2 separate regions of the Anas platyrhynchos genome follow, and region 1 is linked to region 2. A link is a contact called in public Hi-C data. All regions are on one chromosome and are shown on one strand. The core of a region is the stretch at or near the end of the contact, and the rest is flanking DNA. Distances in the headings are between cores, read along the strand shown.

Evidence for each region. Hi-C and Micro-C count contacts between places; a contact is called where the count stands out from the background.
Region 1: a contact with region 2 is called in a Hi-C map of liver, with 2.9 times the contacts expected there. The contact joins two enhancer-like sites. A contact is called at or near these places in 3 of 8 Hi-C or Micro-C datasets (F1 follicle, liver and skeletal muscle).

What each region holds. Positions count from the first base shown.
Region 1 is chr20:1,087,807-1,092,158 of IASCAAS_PekinDuck_T2T, reverse strand. LOC139999181 (a long non-coding RNA gene) reads right to left here. Exons shown (of 4, transcript XR_011804338.1): 4 at 4,179-4,352. Among named protein-coding and RNA genes, the nearest start is that of KSR1, 13 kb to the right of the region's middle. Within about 2 kb of position 2,923, at least 3 of the 8 cell types and tissues checked have an H3K27ac peak or open chromatin away from gene starts, as enhancers often do.
Region 2 is chr20:1,033,696-1,037,506 of IASCAAS_PekinDuck_T2T, reverse strand. It overlaps KSR1 (kinase suppressor of ras 1), which reads left to right. Exons shown (of 19, transcript XM_027472475.3): 3 at 2,186-2,333. Among named protein-coding and RNA genes, the nearest start is that of KSR1, 42 kb to the left of the region's middle. Within about 2 kb of position 1,401, at least 3 of the 8 cell types and tissues checked have an H3K27ac peak or open chromatin away from gene starts, as enhancers often do.

The DNA.
Region 1 (4,352 bases), core at 1,674-4,173, 53 kb before region 2:
CGGGAATGAGGCGGTCCAGCTTATTTCCTGATTTTCAGGATGAGCAACTCCTTATACCACTTTACTCTCACACAGAGTTTCCCAGAGGATGTAGACCCACGCTACTAGATGAAACAATTGCAGTCTGCTCTGCCAGTACCCCACACTGTAGGGCACACAGCTAGTTCTCCTTCCTCCGTGCTGCAAGTCTTTGAGCAGCACTGATCTCTAACATCAGTTTAGGACCTAGCATATTAGGGCCTCTGAAAAGCTCCTTGAAATAGCAGTCATCATGGTAAGTTACTCCTCATTAACTAATGAACCTTTTCAAAAACCTTGTGGAAGTTCTGCTTCCTTCAAACACGCCAGAGCAGGCAGTCCTACCACTTGACTATGAAGGGTCCGTCCTAGACTGCAGGAACTGCTACGCCTGCTGAGCTCCCCTCACTTCTCAGTAGGACATACAGCAACTGCCACAACCCCACAGCATTTCCCCTGACTGGAGCAGTTTAATCGAGCATTGAAGATAATCAATTACAAGTCATTTGCAGCAGCTGAACTCTAATTCTCTAATCTGCTAATTCTCATCATTTGCTGACCTTTTTTTGTTTACCCCCCTACAGATGTAAGCATGGGGGGGGGGTCTATGCTGTTATTTTTTGGTCTGTTTTTCCAAGCTGACTGAGTCTGCACCCTTCCTCCTGACCACCACACTAACCATCAAGGGAGCATCTAACACATCCTTGGATTTTTTGTGGCTGTAATATGATAACTCAGCTCATCAGGGCACATATGTTTCCTGAGGAGAATGTACAGGAAAGGAATGTCTCTTACAGGAGCATGTAAGGCTGCAGTGCTGGACCTCTCAGGCTGTGTTCTCCCACTACCACACAAGTAAGATGGAGTTTCTCCTCTCTCCTGAGTAGCCAAATAAATAAAGAAAAGGCTATTTTAACATATTCATAATTGTGGCTTTATCCTAGAAAGTAAGACACCCTGGGAGAAAAACTGACGGGTACTTATTTCGGTAGCTCCCGGTATTCCTACTGCTTGTTACTTTGGTATCTTTTTGATTTCTCTGCATATAATTGGCTCTAAACATTGGCTCTAAACCTTTGAAGCACCTACTAAAAGAAAGCATTAAATAAAAACAGCCTGCGCAGCAGTCACGCGTTGTGATGACTTTGCTAAGTGTTGTGCCTGTTTGCTATTTACAAGCTTCTCCCCTGCCCTTGCAGCAGGAATTCTGTAGGTAGCACTATAGGGAGGACAAAAGCCAGGTTTCCCTGGCAGCACCATTGATGTGCCTTTCTAATGTGCTGCCTTATCTGCCTCACGGAACACTGATAGCCCCTTGCAGAAGAGAAAAATAAATTACACCATAATTAGGCACTTTTATTCTGCTTTTCTTGTGTTCCCGGTAGGGAAGGCTGTGTCATTCCACCCGCACCCATTTCGAGAGAAGTGCATCCCTGTTTACTGAGAGCCTTGGACACCTGGAAATACTCCACAGGGCAGAAAAGTCCTTTAGGTCTGTGCAGCCAGCCACCTGTTACATTTCAGTCTGTAAAGTTACACGGTCATTTCTTCATTTGCTCCAGGTGGGGGCAAAGCCCCATGTTCCTATTTCCTGATTGCTGGGCTGTCCTGGCTCCTCCTCTTACTTTCTTGTGCAGCTCTAATCTTGGCTTCCAGGATTATCCAGGAGCCTTTCTCTGAGGTGAGGGTTGCTATATGAATAACAACTGCAAGTCAAAGTTCAGGTTCTTTTCTCAGCTCAGCGTTAATGTAAAGATTTATTTTTTCTTCCCCTCTTTAATTCCCAGCTGCTTCTCTGGGGGGAAGCCCCTGTGTTTGGGGATGTTGGTTTGTGCTGACTGCAAGAGCCTGGATAACTCAATTCACAGAATGAGCGTAAGAGGGGACAGCCCTCCATTTTCAGCCTACCTCCAAATGATTGTGTGGCCTAACACAATCAGTTGGGCTGCCCGTGCATGATCTATCAGATGCGTCAGATAATTCTGTGAGCAAAAAGCAATTTGGGTTTTGTGGCTAACTGCATCCCCCTAATGTAGCTTTTCTGATGGGAACATGTGAGAACTTCTCTCCAGTGCCTGATCAGTACTGATATCAAATGAATGCTTGGAACTTTCATCACAAGGTTCCCCAAACATGTCAGGACCTAATTATCTGCAACATCTCTACTCTTTTATGAAATTTGTCAGAATCCAATAAATATGTTATTAGGGATCCCCACAAGCTGACTTGATCTGCCCAGTATTTCAGAAGCAGAGGCAGTGTACCGCAGGGAACAGGAGTTGGTGCATCTCTGCGGCACGCTCTGCTGCACCTGTATGTCTCAGGCACTTAGTGGTTTGGCCTGAGAACTGTCTGCGTAATGACTAATGGCATCAGAAGTCAGTCTTGACTAGACCCTCTACACATCACTACACGGAAGGAAAAAAAAAGCATGAAGTCTGGACTGCTAAAAGCTAGGTTGAAATCCTCTGAGCACATCCCAGTAACAACAATTAACAGGGCTGGATGTCTCCTGTCATAGCCTATTCCCAGCCCTCCCTCCGCTGCTGGACTAAGCAAAGCAGCCTGTTTGTTTTTCTAGCACAAGCTGACCTTCTGTGCAGTCGATATCTAAAACACATTGTCTGAGAAGAGGGAGTTCACAACGCTGAATTATGCAATTATATGAGTGCACCCAAGCGTTTAGCAATGCAGACTGCATCCAGGCCTGCTGACTAGTTGTGATTTTCAGATCCATTGGAACCGGCAGGTCTTGAAATGTGAATTCTTTGCAGATGGCTGTGTCTGCTGTAGGCAAAACTCTGCTATGATATTCTAAGCAGTTCTCCTATTGTATAGCTCTGGGGCATGTGTGAGAGGGAAAGATGTGAGCAGAAAGACATTTGCAGCTCCAGTTCTGTTGTTTTTCAGATGGGCCAAGGCTGATAAGAGGAGATGGGAATATTTCTGTAGCACCCTTTCTGACTGTGAAACTTCCAGTTTCAAGGGTATCGAGGGGTCAGGATGTAGAGAAAGTACAAAGAGCAATGACTTGCTAAAATTCTTACCTTCAAAGCATATTTGAACAGCACATGCTATATTGAAAACATCAAGGAGAGCCAACAAGTGCTGAAACTCTACAGGCATATAGCTTTGTAGCAGAACTGTAGCATGGAAAAGGACCATATGGGTTCTCTCATAGCTTGCATACCTACATAAAATTATTAGCAAGTCCAACATCCTGATTATCCTTTAGGGAAACATTTGTATGCTTGTGGTTTTGAGGATCTGATTCCCTATTTCAAATGTGAATTGTTTAGGGTTAATTACTGTGTTTATAGTTTGGGGGGTGTGTCATTTTGGTTAAAAAAAAAAAAAAAAAAAAAAGAGGCAATATTACTGAGCTCTGCTTTTAGATTTGGAGGAGTTTGCAAATCCCAGAGATGGTGCAGAACTGCAGAGCTAACAAGTCGAAACTGAAAAGACATTCATGGACAGATGGGAGCTGGAGATATTCCATTCCAAATAGCCATGAATACAATCCCATCAAAGAAAAGGAAACAAAAAGAAGCACTTAGATCTAATATTTTAAGTTCCGGCTTCATTTAGCTCAGTGAACACTTGGAGAAATTCTGCTAAGCCAATGGAATAATTTTTTATTGTACCACTGTAATGATCAAAACCTGACCTATAGAAAAGGATTCTGGGAAGTACGGATATGAATCAGATCTATCGTTTTCATCCTTGTAATTTTAAATCTCAAGTGCTCTTTTAATGAGATGTGTCAGACAGAGGACCCATTATCATCCCTACTTCATGGCGAAGCTACCCGATCAGATGATTTGCCCAGGGCTATACTTTCTGAAAGAGCCAAGAACTGAACCAGACTGGTCCAGTCTCAACGTCTCAACCCCACGGTCATCATTCCCTTCTTTGAAATGGTTTCTGAAATCATGACTCTACTGTCTGGAAGCCAAAGTACTGGAAGCACGTATTCCCAGTAAACTGCAAGCTACAGTTAGGGACTCTTTCCTTGCACTACTGAAAGCATTTCGGAATATTTCCCTTAGTTCTTCAGGGTATAAAAACACATTCTGGCTTGAGGAGGAGACAGAATTACCAAGATGAATCTTGATTTTGAAAGCAGTTTTCAGTTTTTATTGAACAGGACTTTCCCATGGGAAAGAAATATAGTGTGCTGCTTCATGCCCGCATCTCCGTTCCCTCTAACTATCATTTTATTTATAGGGAAGAAGGGAGTTCATCCGAACAAACAGAAACTGCATTGAATGGTGGAAACATGAGCACCTGAGATGTGAGAGACACCATGCTAATCCACTGATTCTTTAGGCCAG
Region 2 (3,811 bases), core at 152-2,651:
GGCTTGCAGAAGAGACTTCCTTCTTTTTTCTAGGCTCCATGTATTTAAAGCATATAGAGCGGTGCTGAGGAAGTCGGATCCCCGGGGGCCAGCCAGCCCACCTGGCCCTGCTCTCCTCTGCTCATGCTGGCTGTTGAAGCCTGGGCTTCAACATGGAACTGGCTATGAAGGAAGTGCTCTGCTTTCCTGGGGAAATTGTAGTCTCTTTCACTTTACTGATTGACCTGTAATAGTTGTAATAAGTTACTGGTTACTTCTGTGCCGTGCAAAGGCTGGGGAAGTGCAGTGATGCTGGGTAACGTGACTTGGTAGTTTATGCTGGGATCTGGCACGGCACTCTTACTTAAAACAGTGGCTGGGTAATCTAGGTTGTTTTCTTAGCGGGGAGTGGTGGCAGTGAGGAAATGTTTCAAGATAACACAGGAATGGCATTGCTGTAGTCCCCTGTAAAAGACTCTGTAAAAGCATGAAGGGGGCTAAAGCGTTTTTTTTTGGTAAGAGACACTGGCTTTCTCTTATGCTTGGTGGAAGCATTAACTTCTTTGCTTTGGAGCACAGGGGTACCATGGTGGTGCAGAAAGCTTTCTCCCCTCTGTGCTCGTGCCATGGCTGCCTGCCCCTGTAACTCTCCCTTTCAGAGCAGCGTGTGGCTGGTGCCCTGCATGGCAGAACTGGCCTTGTGATGCAGCTGAACAAAGATGCCTCTGTGCACTGCTCATCTGCCTGCAGGGGGCTGGAATTCAGAGGGTGCTGGGGAAATCACTCAGAGTCAGACTGGGTTTAATGCTGTTGTCATTAGCCCAGTTGGCATGGGGCATTTTGGGAACAAACCTGTGCTGGCTTCCTGCTGGAATCTCTGAGTTGTGGATTTTAGGGCAGTTAGTTCAAACCTAAGATGTTTAACATTGAGATGCCTAAAGTAGGGCAGGTAACCTTTATCTTAGTCGCTTTAGAATATGGTGTGATTAGCTAAGTGCTCTCAGAGCAATGATTTGAGCATTTTGGAGTGTTTGAGACCAGTTACCTGTATTAAAGCAGTGAAAGCAGTTTTGATTCATCGCTTAATTTTAGGAAGCAGACTAACTTCTATCTTTAGCCTGGATTAGGAAAGATGTGATCTTAAAAGGACATTTAGTAACACTCGTTCAAATTTGATTTGTAGTTTTTTAGTGTTTGAAGGGTTGGTGGGTGGGTCAAGCTTTTTGTTGTCAAACAGATACACTTAAGTTTCCTGTTTAAATAAAAGTTGAAATATTATGTATCATGACTCCAGGAGTTGAAATGAAACTTTTAGGAAAGAGGCCAAATATTGCGAAATTTGTGATCTCATTGTGAGAGTAGGCAGCAGTGAGGTTTGTTTAGGCAAAACGTTCAGGGAAATTCCTGGGTATCTGCACTGAGTATCCTGGTTTTGTTTATTAACCACAATTGCTGCAGACTTACACTGGAAACATTTGATGAAGGAGAGAGGCAATGCAGCTCAGTTTTGTAAGGAAACGTCAGATGATTTCATGCTTTCCATCATCCTGCATCTTTTGTGTCTGCCTGATTTAAACCTTGTTATTTTGGGGCATTAGCATATTAAGGGGCGCAATGAGCTCTTCACAAATATTGTTCTAAGCAAGGTATTGGTAAGGCTGGTCCTTTAGTGAAGGAAAAATTACTCAAGGAAGAGGTCACTGTCTCTTTGTAGTTTTGTTATGCCATTTTCCACACTTTGCACTTTTTATTTCCTCGCCAGAAAGCTAAATACCGTTCTCTGAAAATTTTTCATTTTTTTTTCCTTCTTTGTTTTTTGATGAAAAAGATGAACTTCATTTGGTAGCTTTTCAAAAATACTGAATGAAAACTTTCCACACGGAGAGGAAAGAATATTTCAATCAACTGTAATCCTAACTTCAATATTGGAGACAGACAATAACATCCTAATGATGCAGAGCACACTCAGGCACACGCCTGGTCTCTTGTGGTGTAGAGAGAAGAGAGCAGCTTTAGAGCGCTGCTGCTGCGTGATCATTACTGACCCAGAGGTCCTTAAGAGAAATTCACTACCAAATGACTAAATCATGGGTCAGACCCAGTAGTGAGACAATGGCACTACATCAGAAAACCAAATGACAGTCTTATTTATATATGTATATTAAAAAATGTGCATTGAATTTTTTATTTTTTTTCCCCCCCGCAGAGAATACCGGAGGAACTAACCTTAGATGCCTTACTCGAAATGAATGAGTCAAAGGTGAAAGAAACAATGAAGAGATGTGGTGCCAGAGATGAAGAGTGCTCCAGACTCAATGGGGCGCTGAGCTGCTTAAGGAAGGTGACTGAGTCAGGTACAGACTGCCTTTTCTGTTCTGTGGCATTAGGTTCTCAGCAACCCAGATCACATCCTGCTTCCTTTTATGTAAGACAATCTGCAGAAACCTTTGGGTCTTTGGGTATATGCTGTAACCAGTTTCAGGTTGTGGTTCTTGGATGTGCAAGAAATTGCAGTGATCAAACACGTCTAGAGCTATGGAATGGATTTGTTTTTGACATCATGTTCAGCTATTGAAATAAAGGTATGTGGAAGTACCCTCTCCAACTCAATAGAAACTGTATGATTATTCCCTTTGTGTTCAGAGTTGAGTTTGATGCTCCAGTTGTCTTCCATCATTCAGTATCCTTGACCTGATGATTGCAAACAGATTTCTTGTGGGTAATCCCCTCCCCAAATACTGCCAGCTCAGAGAGAAGGTGCAATTCTGTTTAGTGTGATGTTGCTCAGAAACCTGAGCATTTTTCAGCTCAATGCTTTGCAAAAGCAGAACATTCCTCTGACAGCCCGTTATCACCGCATAGCTTGCAGTCTGCCAGTTGATTCACTTCTCTTTAAAACCCTTGCTTCCTGCTGTTTTTCTGCTGGAGTTGATAGAATCATTAGCCAAATACCAGTAGCAGATGTAAGAGCTAGAAAGAACCTTGATTTACATTGAAATTAAGTATAGAAGGATACTGTGTAATTAGGAATGTGTGTTCAGTGTGCAAGTTGATCTGACCAAGTTATTTAAGAACAGACAAACACAACACTTCCAGATTGCTGTTTCACTGTCTTCTCCTGTCACCTGCCCCAGGCTGCTTTCAAAGCACTGTGAATTCGGTTGGTATGAGAGCGTTTCTCACAGCATACTGGTACCAGTGTGCATCAGATCTTTCTTTGTAACAGTTATCAATCTGTCACTGAAAGGTGCTGTTTCCTGTTGGTATTATGACAGTTCATACCATTCGCAAATCATAAAGATTAGTTAATGGAAAAGCCAACAAACAGCTCAGTTCCATATTTCCTTTTTTCTAATCTTTCTTATCCTGCATTGTCAAATATTTCCCATCCATACTGTGACAAAAACAGCCATTGTTCAGAAGGCATGGCATCCACTCACAGAAATGGCATCTAGCCCAAATTTTAGTGTACTTGTATTAATGTTCCTCTCTTTTCATTAAAAAAAAAAAGTGTGTTTTGAGAGAGAGGATTTTTTTGTTTTAGTCCCAGGTATATGATCTTTTTTTAAACACTGAGCAGTGTTTGAAAAACAAGCATTGCAGAAGGCAGTGCTGAGCTCCACCAGCGATCCGGCAGGTTGTGGTGGTTCCTTTTTATCCAGCTGTCTGTCCCTGGTGAAGCTCTAGCTAATAGTCAGGACAAACACACCAATTCTGTGCTGAGTGCTGCTGCTGCCTGTAACTGAACAGCAGCACCTCGGTATTCCAGCTGGCAGGTAAGGTCTGCCAGTGGTTACACGCCAGAGAGAGAGTTGGCCAAATGAGTGTTAGG